Linked DNA regions of Mus musculus: region 1 is linked to region 2. A link is a contact called in public promoter capture Hi-C data. All regions are on one chromosome and are shown on one strand. The core of a region is the stretch at or near the end of the contact, and the rest is flanking DNA. Distances in the headings are between cores, read along the strand shown. Region 1 holds the start of Mast1 (microtubule associated serine/threonine kinase 1). Region 2 has its middle 52 kb from the start of Ccdc130.

The links. Promoter capture Hi-C pulls out the DNA fragments that hold promoters and counts their contacts.
Region 1: a promoter capture Hi-C map of stem cell-derived epiblast-like cells shows a contact between it and region 2, with 2.0 times the contacts expected there. The contact joins the promoter of Mast1 here to the enhancer-like site in region 2. A contact is called at or near these places in 6 of 39 promoter capture datasets (the HPC-7 cell line, HPC-7-derived erythroid cells, the SN4741 cell line and 3 more).

What each region holds. Positions count from the first base shown.
Region 1 is chr8:84,935,849-84,941,264 of GRCm38.p6, forward strand. Mast1 (microtubule associated serine/threonine kinase 1) reads right to left here and starts at 1,505. Exons shown (of 26, transcript NM_019945.2): 1 at 1,347-1,505. The coding sequence starts at 1,429.
Region 2 is chr8:84,320,067-84,325,207 of GRCm38.p6, forward strand. No RefSeq gene overlaps it. Among named protein-coding and RNA genes, the nearest start is that of Ccdc130, 52 kb to the left of the region's middle. Within about 2 kb of position 2,040, at least 12 of the 459 cell types and tissues checked have an H3K27ac peak or open chromatin away from gene starts, as enhancers often do. A contact at or near this core is called in stem cell-derived epiblast-like cells, where this site is marked.

The DNA.
Region 1 (5,416 bases), core at 255-2,754, 620 kb after region 2:
CCTATGCGGCCACTCTTCCATTTCAGGTCCTCAATTCTCTTCCAAGCAGCAGCCAGTATGTGCTACATCGAGGGTAGAGTGTGACTCCTGTGCAGCTCTGTGAGGTTTGTGTCAGCTATAGCCTGATAGTCAACGGTGATACCACTGGTGACCCTGAATGTCTGTGTCCTTGAGTCTGCCCATAGCATTCACATGCGGCATCCACTGTATGAGATCTACACTGAATGACACTAGTGTGTCATGTATGTTCTCTGTGTGATGGTACATCCTTCTGTGTGGGTGATGCAGTGGGAAACACAGCTTGTTCATGACTGTGTAACTCCAGCATGGTGCATGAAGGCAGAAAGCTGCAGATGTGCCGATGTCAGTTGGGGTTATCAGCATGAGAGATGCTGGCTGTGTGTGTTCAACATCTACTGTGTGTGGATTTAACACCCTGTGACAACGGGTGCATCCAAGCATGCAGCCATGTACCACACGGGTATCTGCTATGTGATTGTGTGTCCCTGCTTTTGCAGGAGTCCCTATGTCTGTTTATCTTGGTGTCAATGTGACACAGATGCTGTGATGTTGTTAGGCGTATGGTTGTCTCATTCTGAAATTGGATCTATGTATCTTGGATGGGAACGTTGTTTTGGTGGGTAGTCATGCGTGTGACATTTTACTAGGAGAACACGATGTGTGTGTGCGCGTGTGTGTCTGTGTGTGACACGGGAGGTGACCCTATTTGTGCATGGCTTTGACCTGTGGCTGAGTATATGCGGTGCCTCCCAGTGTATGGGAGTCACTAGGGTTGTATGTGTGTGGTCATGTTCTGTGTGACGCTGTGTCACTATTTTCAGTGTGAGGATGTGTTCGAGTTGGGAGGCTTCTTGCAGTGATAAAGACCCCCCCTTCCTCTGCCTAGCAGCTGGGTAAGAAGAGCCCCCACTCGCTCTAGCCCCCTCGCTCTCAGCCGCAGTGACTGAGCATATTAGCTTGTCCAAGAGCACGCAGATGGGGGCGGGGGGGAACCAAGCTGCGGCTATTGTTCTGAGGGTGCCAAGGCCCCCCTCCCCGCATTCCCCTACCCCCACCAGGCCGCCTGAGCCCACAGCGTCTGCAAACAAAGGCGCTGCAACCCCCCGCAGGCACGACCCCTTTCCCCATCTCAGGCCTTTTCAGTCTCCCCCCGCAGCACGCCCCGCACTGTCCGCGTTTAACCCCATCCCCTGCGGGAGGGCACAGCGCGGACACCTCTGGCGCAGCTGGACAGCTAGCAGCATCCCGGCCCCGCCCTGCCGCAGCAGCCGGCAGGGTGGCTTCACCCGGAGGTCCCGGACAGGGTCTAGGGGTTGGGGGTCTACCTCTTGGTGCGGCGAAACATGCTGCCGCCGGGGAAGGAGGGCATCGAGAAATTGGAAAGCGCGGTCCAGAGAGAGTCAGACATGACCCGGCGGCGGCGACATGGTGGCAGGTGCGGCGGCAGCAGCAGCAGAGGCAGCGGCAGCGGCAGCGCGGGGAGCGAGTGTGCTGGGCGGAGGCTGGAGCCGCAGCAGCGGCCAGGGGAAGGCGGGGGAGGGGAGGGCCCTGTTGCTGCAGCCAGTCGCGAGGGGGCGCTGCGGGGTGTCGCCGCGCGAGGCCCCGCCCGTGTGCACGCCTGATGCCCTACCTGGGGGCCTCATCCCAATGCACCTCTCCCCCAAGGCTCACCTGCTGCTTTTCCGGGGCAGGGGTAAATCCTTCTGGAAGAAAAGGGGGTAAAAAAGATGAAGGTCAGCGTGGACAGTGGCCACTGCCCACGATGCCTCTCCGTTCACCTGAGCTTCATCAGCATCACCATGTCACCCTTGCCTTCCTGATTCCTCTCCCGATTCCCAGTAACCAAAACAGGCTCAATTACACAAGAAATAGACCCAACTGGGCATCTAAAAACAAGTTCATGCAAATAAAGTTTTACTTGGCTTTTTTTTTTTTTTTTTTTTTTTTTTTTGGTTTTTCGAGGCAGGGTTTCTCTGTCTAGCTCTGGCTGTCTTGGAACTCACTTTGTAGACCAGACTGGCCTTCTTGAACTCAGAAATCCGCCTGCCTCTGCCTCACAAGTGCTGGGATTAAAGGCGTGCGCCACCACCGCCCTACTTACTTGGCTTTTTGACAAGACAGAATCTCATATATCTCAGGATGGCTTGGAGCTCATTACGTCACACATGCTGCCCTCCAACTGAGATAGTGCTGCCTCACCTTCCAAATGTTCAGATCACAACTGTGAGCCTCCACGACAGTGTTTGTAAAACATTGTCCTTTGTTCCGGACAGGGTCTCAGGAAGTCCAGGCTGGCTTTGAACTTGCTGAGTAGCTGAGGGGTAACCTTGATCATCTGATTCTGCCTACAGGTTCTCTGCACTGATGTCACAGGCATGTTCCACCCTCCACCACACCCTGTTTATCAGCCAAGCTTTTGTGCAGTGCGCTCTCCCAATTGAACTATACCCTAAACCGAAAAATTCTCTCTCTCTCTCTCTCTCTCTCTCTCTCTCTCTCTCTCTCTCTCTTTCTTTGTTTTGTTTTTTGAGACAAGTTTTCTCTGTGTAACCCTGGCTGTTCTGGAACTCACTCTGTAGACCAGTCTGGCCTTGAACTCAGAAATTCACCTGCCTCTGCCTCCCAAGTGCTGGGATTAAAGGCGTGTGACACCACTGCCTGGCTTGAGGATCTAGTGACCAAGAAGCTTGGTGACTTGAGGTATATTCCTAAGACCCACATTGTGTAAGGCAAGCAACATTCCAAGAGAAAGCTACTTACTTCCACACTCATGCTGACACACACATGCATGCGAACACATGGACACACACATACTGAGAGAGGGGGAGAGAGAGAGAGAAGAAATTTTGAAAGAAAGCAGGGTTGGAGATATAGCTCAGCGGTTAGGGGCACTAGCTGCTCTTACAGGGGTCCTGTGTTTAATTCCCAGCTCATCTCCGCTCACAACCATCTGTAATTGGATCTGACTCCTTCTTCTCATGTGTATGAAGACAGAGTGCTCATATACATAAAATACATGAATAATCAATCTTTAAAAACCAGGAAGGGGCAGCCATGGGAGGATCTGTGGAGAGAGCATGTGGGAAATTCAAGGATAGAGGCTTGTAGATAAGATGGAACTTGTCCAAAAAACCTAACTAAACAAAAAAGCAACAAAACCAAAACCAAAACCAAACAAAACAAAAAACCCAAAAACTTAAGGCCAGGCGTGGTGATGCATGCCTTTAATCACAGCAATTGGAGGCAGAGGCAGGCAGATTTCTGAGTTTGAGGCCAGCCTGGTCTACAAAGTGAGTTCCAGGACATCCAGGGTTACACAGAGAAACCCTTTCTCAAAAAACAAACAAAGAAAAGAAAAGAAAAGAAAGGAAAAGAAAAGAAAAGAAATATGCCTGTCTCTGTCTCCCAAGTGCTGGGATTAAAGGCATGCGCCACCACTGCCCTGCCCGACTTTAAATTTTTTAAAAATTTATTTTGTGTGCATTAGTGTTTTGTCTATATTCATGTCTATGTAAGGGTGTCAGATGCCCTGGAACCCTAGTCACAGACAACCATGAACCACTTTGTGGGTGCTGGGAATTGAACCCAGATCCTCTCGAAGAGTAGTCAGTGCCCGTAATCACTAAGCTATCACTCCAGCCCTGCCAAAAGCTTTTTTAATAATAAAAAAAAAATGTTGGCTGAATGTGATGGCATATGCCTTTAATCTCAGCAGTCTGGCCGCAGAAGCAGTAGAATCTCTAAGTTCTAGGATAGGCCAGCCTGGGCTACAAATGGAGTGCCAGGGCAGTCAGGGCTATTCAGAGAAACCCTGTCTTACATTAAAAAAACAAAACCAAAAACCACAAACAAAACAAAAAAAAAGCAATGAAAAAAGAAAAATACAGGGCTGAAGAGATAGCTCAGCGGTTAAGAGCACTGACTGCTCTTCCGGAGGTCCTGAGTTTAAATCCCAGCAACCACATAGTGGCTCACAACCATCTGTAGTGAGTTCGGATGCCCTCTTCTGATGTGTCTGAAGATAGCTACAGTGTACTTACATACAGTAAATAAACAAATCTTAAAAAAGAAAGAAAGAAAAAGAAAAACACTGCATGTATTTATGTACTCGTGTGCGCACCGTAACACGCACCCACCCGAAGATCAAGTGCAGCTGTGGACATGGTGCTCTCCTGTCCTGTGCATCGTCAGGGTTAGATTCAAGTGCTCAAGGCTGGTTGTGAATACTCTTACCCGCTAACTCCCAAGTAGTCCTTCTTTTTTTTTTTTTTTAAAGATTTATTCATTTATTATATGTAAGTACACTGTAGCTGTCCTCAGACACTCCAGAAGAGGGAGTCAGATCTCGTTATGGATGGTTGTGAGCCACCATGTGGTTGCTGGGATTTGAACTCCTGACCTTCAGAAGAGCAGTCGGGTGCTCTTACCCACTGAGCCATCTCACCAGCCCCAAGTAGTCCTTCTTAATAGCAGCAGTGGTAATAATTCCTACTGACTTTATACAACTACACTTGAGGACGATCTTGTTTGTTGGAAAGGGTGCAGCAAGCCTGTAATGCTAGTGTTCAGTCAGGGAGCTGAGGCAGGAGGATCTTATAGGCTAACTATTTAAGGATATCCTGAAACTAATTTTGTAGTCCAGCCAGCCTCAAACCCAAAGGGATCCTCTTGGTTCAACCTGCCTAGTGCTGAGATTACAAGTATATACTGTATCTTACTTCTTCCTCCTTTGAGATCCACAAGTTTCCCTCCTTCCAGTACTCACCCCTACCTCCCCTTTCTCCTCAATAAACCGCTCCTCCTTTTCCTTTCAGAAAAGAGCAGGCCTCCCAGAGACAGAAACCAAACAGGACATGACAAGCTACAATAAGCCTGGACACAAGCTGGGCAGTGGTGATGCACGCCTGTAATCCCAGCACTTGGGAGGCAGAGGCAGGCGGATTTCTGAGTTTGAGGCCAGCCTGGTTTACAGAGTGAGTTCCAGGACAACCCTCATATGAAGACTGGATGAGGTTAACCAGTAGAAGGAAAAAGGTCCCAGGAGCAGTTGAAAGAGACAGCCCCTGTTCCACTATTATGAGTCCTACAAGAACACCAAGCTACACAGCGATAGCATAATGCAGAGGACCTAGTGCAGACCCATGCAGGCTCCTGGATTGTCCATTCAGTCTCTATGAGCCCCTAAGAGGCCTGGCTAGTCGGCACTGTGGGCCATGTTCTTGTGGTGTCCTTGACCCCTTTGGCTTCTACAATCTTCCCCACACCTTCCAAGGGGTTCTGGAACTCTGCGTAATGTTTGGCTGTAGGCCTCTGCGTCAGATCCCATCAGTTACTGGATGAAGCCTCTCTGATGATGAATTGTAGATATTTTTGTTAATTTGTTTTAAAAAGACAA
Region 2 (5,141 bases), core at 790-3,289:
AGGAGCAGCAGGGACACCAGGAGAAGTTCTCTGCCATGACTCTCTCAACAAGGTGAAAATCAGTGAAGACAAGACTTGAGAACAACAAAGTGTTGCAAAACACGCTGTCACTGTCCATTGAGTCCTATTTATACTCCCTCCAGACATCACCTGTTGTCTCTTGGGTCTTGTCTCAGCAAAATACCATGTGAGTCTATATTAGCAAAACTCCACTAGAGTCTATATCAGCTGACATATCCAGAAACTTCTACTTTGCTCTGCCAATAGGCCTGAGTTCACAGAAGCAGCAAGAAGCTGCCAGAACACCACCAGAAGGTTTTTTTGGTGCATTTCTTTCTATGAAGTCACAGCAAATGATGACTAGTAAGGAATGGCAAGGCTTATCAATACCATCAGCATTGTCCACCATCTGTTGGGTTATATTTATACTCCTTAACATCATGTATCCTTTCACATGTTTGCTTTAGCAAAACATCCTTTCACCTGTGTCTGCTTCAGTGAAACGTTCCTTCATGTGTCTGCTTTAGCAAAACATCAAAGAAACCAGAAGTTTCCACTTCACAGTTCCTTCTCCAGCACCATATCTGCTTAGATGCTTCATGCTTCCCACCATGATGATAATGGACTGAATCTCTGAAACTGTAAGCCAGCCCCAATTAAATGTTTTCCTTTATAAGAGTTGCCTTGGTCATGGTGTCTCTTCACAGCAATAGAAACCCTATGATAGACTGTATTCACAAAAAGAACTTCAAATCAGATTTTTTAAATTATAAACTGTTAAAGATTAAGCTTTAATATGTTCAGAACTGTGTTTGTAGTCATGCCAGTACTAAAGTGATTAATTATAGGAAAAACCTTTAGTTAGCCTCCTATATATGTTTTTAAGGTATATCTTAAAGCAAGTATCTAAAAATAATCAAGGGTTGTTTAACTCAGATACACTTAATAGATAATGGCCCTCAAACTTGTCAGAGGTGTGCTGAATATGACATTTAAGATGTTTAAACTCACTATGACAGAGACTCCTGGGTCCTAGCAGTGACCACAAAGTCTCCAAGAAGATAATGGTGCACAACAATAAAGACTCCATCTGGATTGTGGTAACACTAACCATTGGGAAAGACTGCCTCCATGTCTCACCTGCTGCCAGGACCCAGCCCAAACTGTGGACAAGAAGGACACTGGAGAGTTGATGGCCCCATTTTGTCTAGACAAAGTGAGGTCAATCTCCCCAAGTCTACAGGAGGCCAAAGACTGATGCTGTCCTGGTTCCTCTGCCTCCAACTCCATGGACCACAAGAGCCTGGAAAGACTGTCTAGGAAATGGACTAGGAACTGGTCTTTGTCATTGTAAGTGATACAGAGGCCATTTGGATTATACTTCTTGCTTTACTTTATCCTTCTCGGATCTCTGGGCATCGATGGCTAGGCTATCTGCAGCTTTGACAGCTCAGTGACAGAAGGCAAACAGCTCCTTCCTCCAAGACTGCAGCCAACTTGTCAGCACATCTGAAGCTACTAAGAAAAGGCAGACAAGTTTGTCTTGCTCACACACTTCATATTAAAGTATACACAGCTTTTAGGTATAACTTTTCACTGAAGAAACATACCTTGCAATGATTAAATGAAATAATTTTAAATTATTATTAAATTAATTAAATGGAAATAAAAAAGGTTTGAAGTCCATACAATTCCAAGGGTCTAAGAAAAATCTTATAAAATATATAAATGTCTGAGGATATAAAAGCTTAAGTAATTTTTTAGCATCTCAAAAATGATTTAATGTGGGACCGTGAAAGATAGCCTCTTTTCTGGCTGAGCTAGGTTTAAACCCTGGAGACCCAGCAGATAAAACTCTGCAAGGAATGGAAGGAAGGTTACCACACTCCCAGACACTAGGCTTCTGACACAGGTCCCAGCTCCATAAGTCTGTGGCCATGAGTCACATAGGGCAACGCCCCAAGCCCCTGGTACTCTGTCTGGACTCCACCCCCACAGTTACCTGGGGACAACCAGGTATGCTCCTCCCCACAGTTACCTGGCAACAGCCAGATAGGGGCCCACTATAAAAGGAGCTGCTTGCTGCTTGCCTCCTCCTCCCTCTCTCACTCTCACTCTTGCCTCTCTCTCTTGCGCCCACCCCCTTTTTCTTCCTTGGAGACAGGGTTTCTCTGTATAGCCCTGGCTGTCCTGGAACTCACTCTGTAGATCAGGCTGGCCTCGAACTCAGAAATCCGCCTGCCTTTGCCTCCCAAGTGCTGGGATTAAAGGCGTGCACCACCACCGCCCCCCACCCCCGCTTCCTCTTGCTCCCCCCCCTGCATTCCCTTCCCTGCTCTCTCCACGTGGCCATGGCTGGCCTCTACTTCTCTCTCTCTCTCTCTCTCTCTCTCTCTCTCTCTCTCTGTCTCTCTCTCTCTCTCTCTCTCTCTCTCTCTCTGTCTCTCTCTCTCTCTCTCTCTCTCTCTCTCTCTCTCTCTCTCTCTCTCTCTCTCTCTCTCTCTCTCTCTCTCTTTCTCTCTGCCTTTCTACAATAAACACCTTAAAACCATTGACTGCCTCTTCTCATTGGGATCCACCGTGTTGGAGCAATGGATCAGGCCCTTGTCTAAAGAGCCACGTCTAACCTTCTGAGGATGGCCTCTCTGCATTCCCAGACATGGTCAGCCACCAAGCCAAGCCAGCTGTTGAGCAAGACAAGGACTCTTCTCCCTGCGGGACCCAGCTGGAGCTCTCTCCTGCCCCTTTTCCCTTGGGTCCCGGGCTAGAGCCTGCCCGTAAACCCCCCCACTCCCCCCCCCCCCATCTATCAGTGTTTGCGGTGTCCTAGAGCCTGAGAACCTGTGGTCCTTGGCCTCCGTGCAGGCCTGGGGACCCCAAGCCAATCCCAGCAGGTCCACAGGGACCTCAGACTGCGCCTCCCCACCTCCTGGAACAGGGCCCTGTGGCTTCTCACAGCCTGAAGTAAGCCCTGGGAGAGGCGTGGGTGCGCACAATCAAGCTTCCTGCATCCTGCATCCTGCCTCCCGCCTCCATGAGTGACCTTAGCCCTGTGATGGGCTGTCCTGGTGACGGGGGACATTCTAATTCACAATTTAAGAGGTAGAAATATAAGTTGTAAAGGTATAAGAAAATGATGAATATATAAAAAGGCATATGAAAATGGGAAACATTTCAGATTCTTTTCCTTCTTCAATGCTTTTGTTACACTAAGATTTCAAAGGGTCAGAGCTTTAAGATTGATCAACGAAGTTCTGATAAGCTGGTAGAGCACTGACTAAGTTCAAGATTTTAAATCTCCTTTGATTGTTTTCTAAGTACAGACTTAAGGGTGCTTTTCATTGAGCTAAAAACATCTCTATCTAATATATATATTTTTTCTGACTCTCTGGGCAGAGAAAAAATGTTCATGCTTTTTAACCCTAAGCTGTAGTTTTTACTAGGCCTCAGAGGCACGAGTCTACTCCAGCTGTTTTACAGACATCTCTTAGCTGCTTAAAAAAAAAAAAAGTAGATTTCTGTACAGATTAATGTTAATACATGTAAATTTTTTAAACCTCTTTTTGTAAACTAAAAACTCAAGCTTCAAGAAGCCAAAGAAGTCATACAACTTGGATTTACCTGTCACGGATCAGATGGACTCCAGATAATTACAGCCTAAGATTCTACACCTGTCTGTTCCTGAGTGTGGGCTCCTCCTCCTGGCCCCGAGACTCCTCCCCTTCCCCAATTACTAGGACTATAGGCCTGAAATTTCCAGATATAAGCTTTTCCTTTAATTTCCTAAGTTTTAACTTCCGTTTCTTGTCTATATTTGTCTCTGTAGACACCATCCAGGAATCATCTGCGGACTGCAAACTGGTGAACTCTGGACTTGTTGAAAGCTGATATAAACCAGTCCAGCTGATGTGATTGCTTCCTGTCTCTTCAACTGGGTCAGCTAATCAGATGTTTCTGATAAATGCCCTGAGAGGCCAAACCTTGGGACTGAACCCAAGCTGCATCCACGTATCAGGAAAGACTCCATGGCTTGTCCCTGGCCAGCGTTACTTACTAGCTACTTTCTCACAACAGTTAATCAAAAATTAGTCTGATTGTTTCAGATGTACTTTCAGACCATTTGTGATTGTATACAATCTTGCTTCAGAGCACCCGCCTGTTGGCTTACAATAGACATTCAGTTAGATACTTGCCAGGATACCCTTACCCCCCCCCCATTTACTTCCATTCCCTATAAAACCTTGTCCTACTGAGGGTTTGAGCCTGCTCCACCTTCTCGTCCTGCTGTGTCAGGGTTGGGCTGAAGGAGAGCCCAAGCCCAAGCTTGTAATAAAGAGACCCTATTTCTGTTACATCGGAAATGGCTCCTTGGTGGTCTTTTGGGGTTCACGGATGCTTTCTGGCACAACAGCCCCACTGCCCAGCCTTTGACTCACCTTTCAGCTTTCCCGGGTCCTGGCAACAATGCCCTAATGTCAGCTGGACATAGTTACAGAAGAAAGCACACCACTGCTTGTTCCCCCAGCAGGCTGAAATGCTAAGTCAAAAGGAAGTTCCCTGCATAAGAGGCAAATGGCTACTTATAATGATGATTGGCATACCAGGAAAGTGGGCACAGATTTATTAACTGGTAGATTCATTAACTGAAATAGATTTATGATATGATAGGGCACTTGGCCTGCTTTGTGGAGAACAAAGAGGTATTATATGGCTTTAAGAAAAAAAATTATTATTTCTATAAAAACTATTTAGGATTATAATCTGGGTGTACTCAAAGGAACATTACAAAAAGGAGACCTGGGATAAAAGAAATGACTGGTACATCGTCGGTTTTCAGGCTTTTCTTAGATAGTAACTCTGATGCCTTTGGCTCTCTGCATCTGCTAATTACTGTTGGCTCTTTCATCATTGATACAACAACTAAATGATAATTTCTATCTGGGTACGATGAAGCTGGTTGTTAGATCTCATTATAAACAAGTTCCCATCACAGAGCCAAGGATTTAACTCAAGACTCAACTCAAGGGGGGCGGGATGTAAGATTCAAAGTGAACCTGTAAGCTTCACACACACCACCACCACCACCACCACCACTACCATCAAGGACCTGGTAACTCTGTGGAATGCTGAGAGTTCTCATT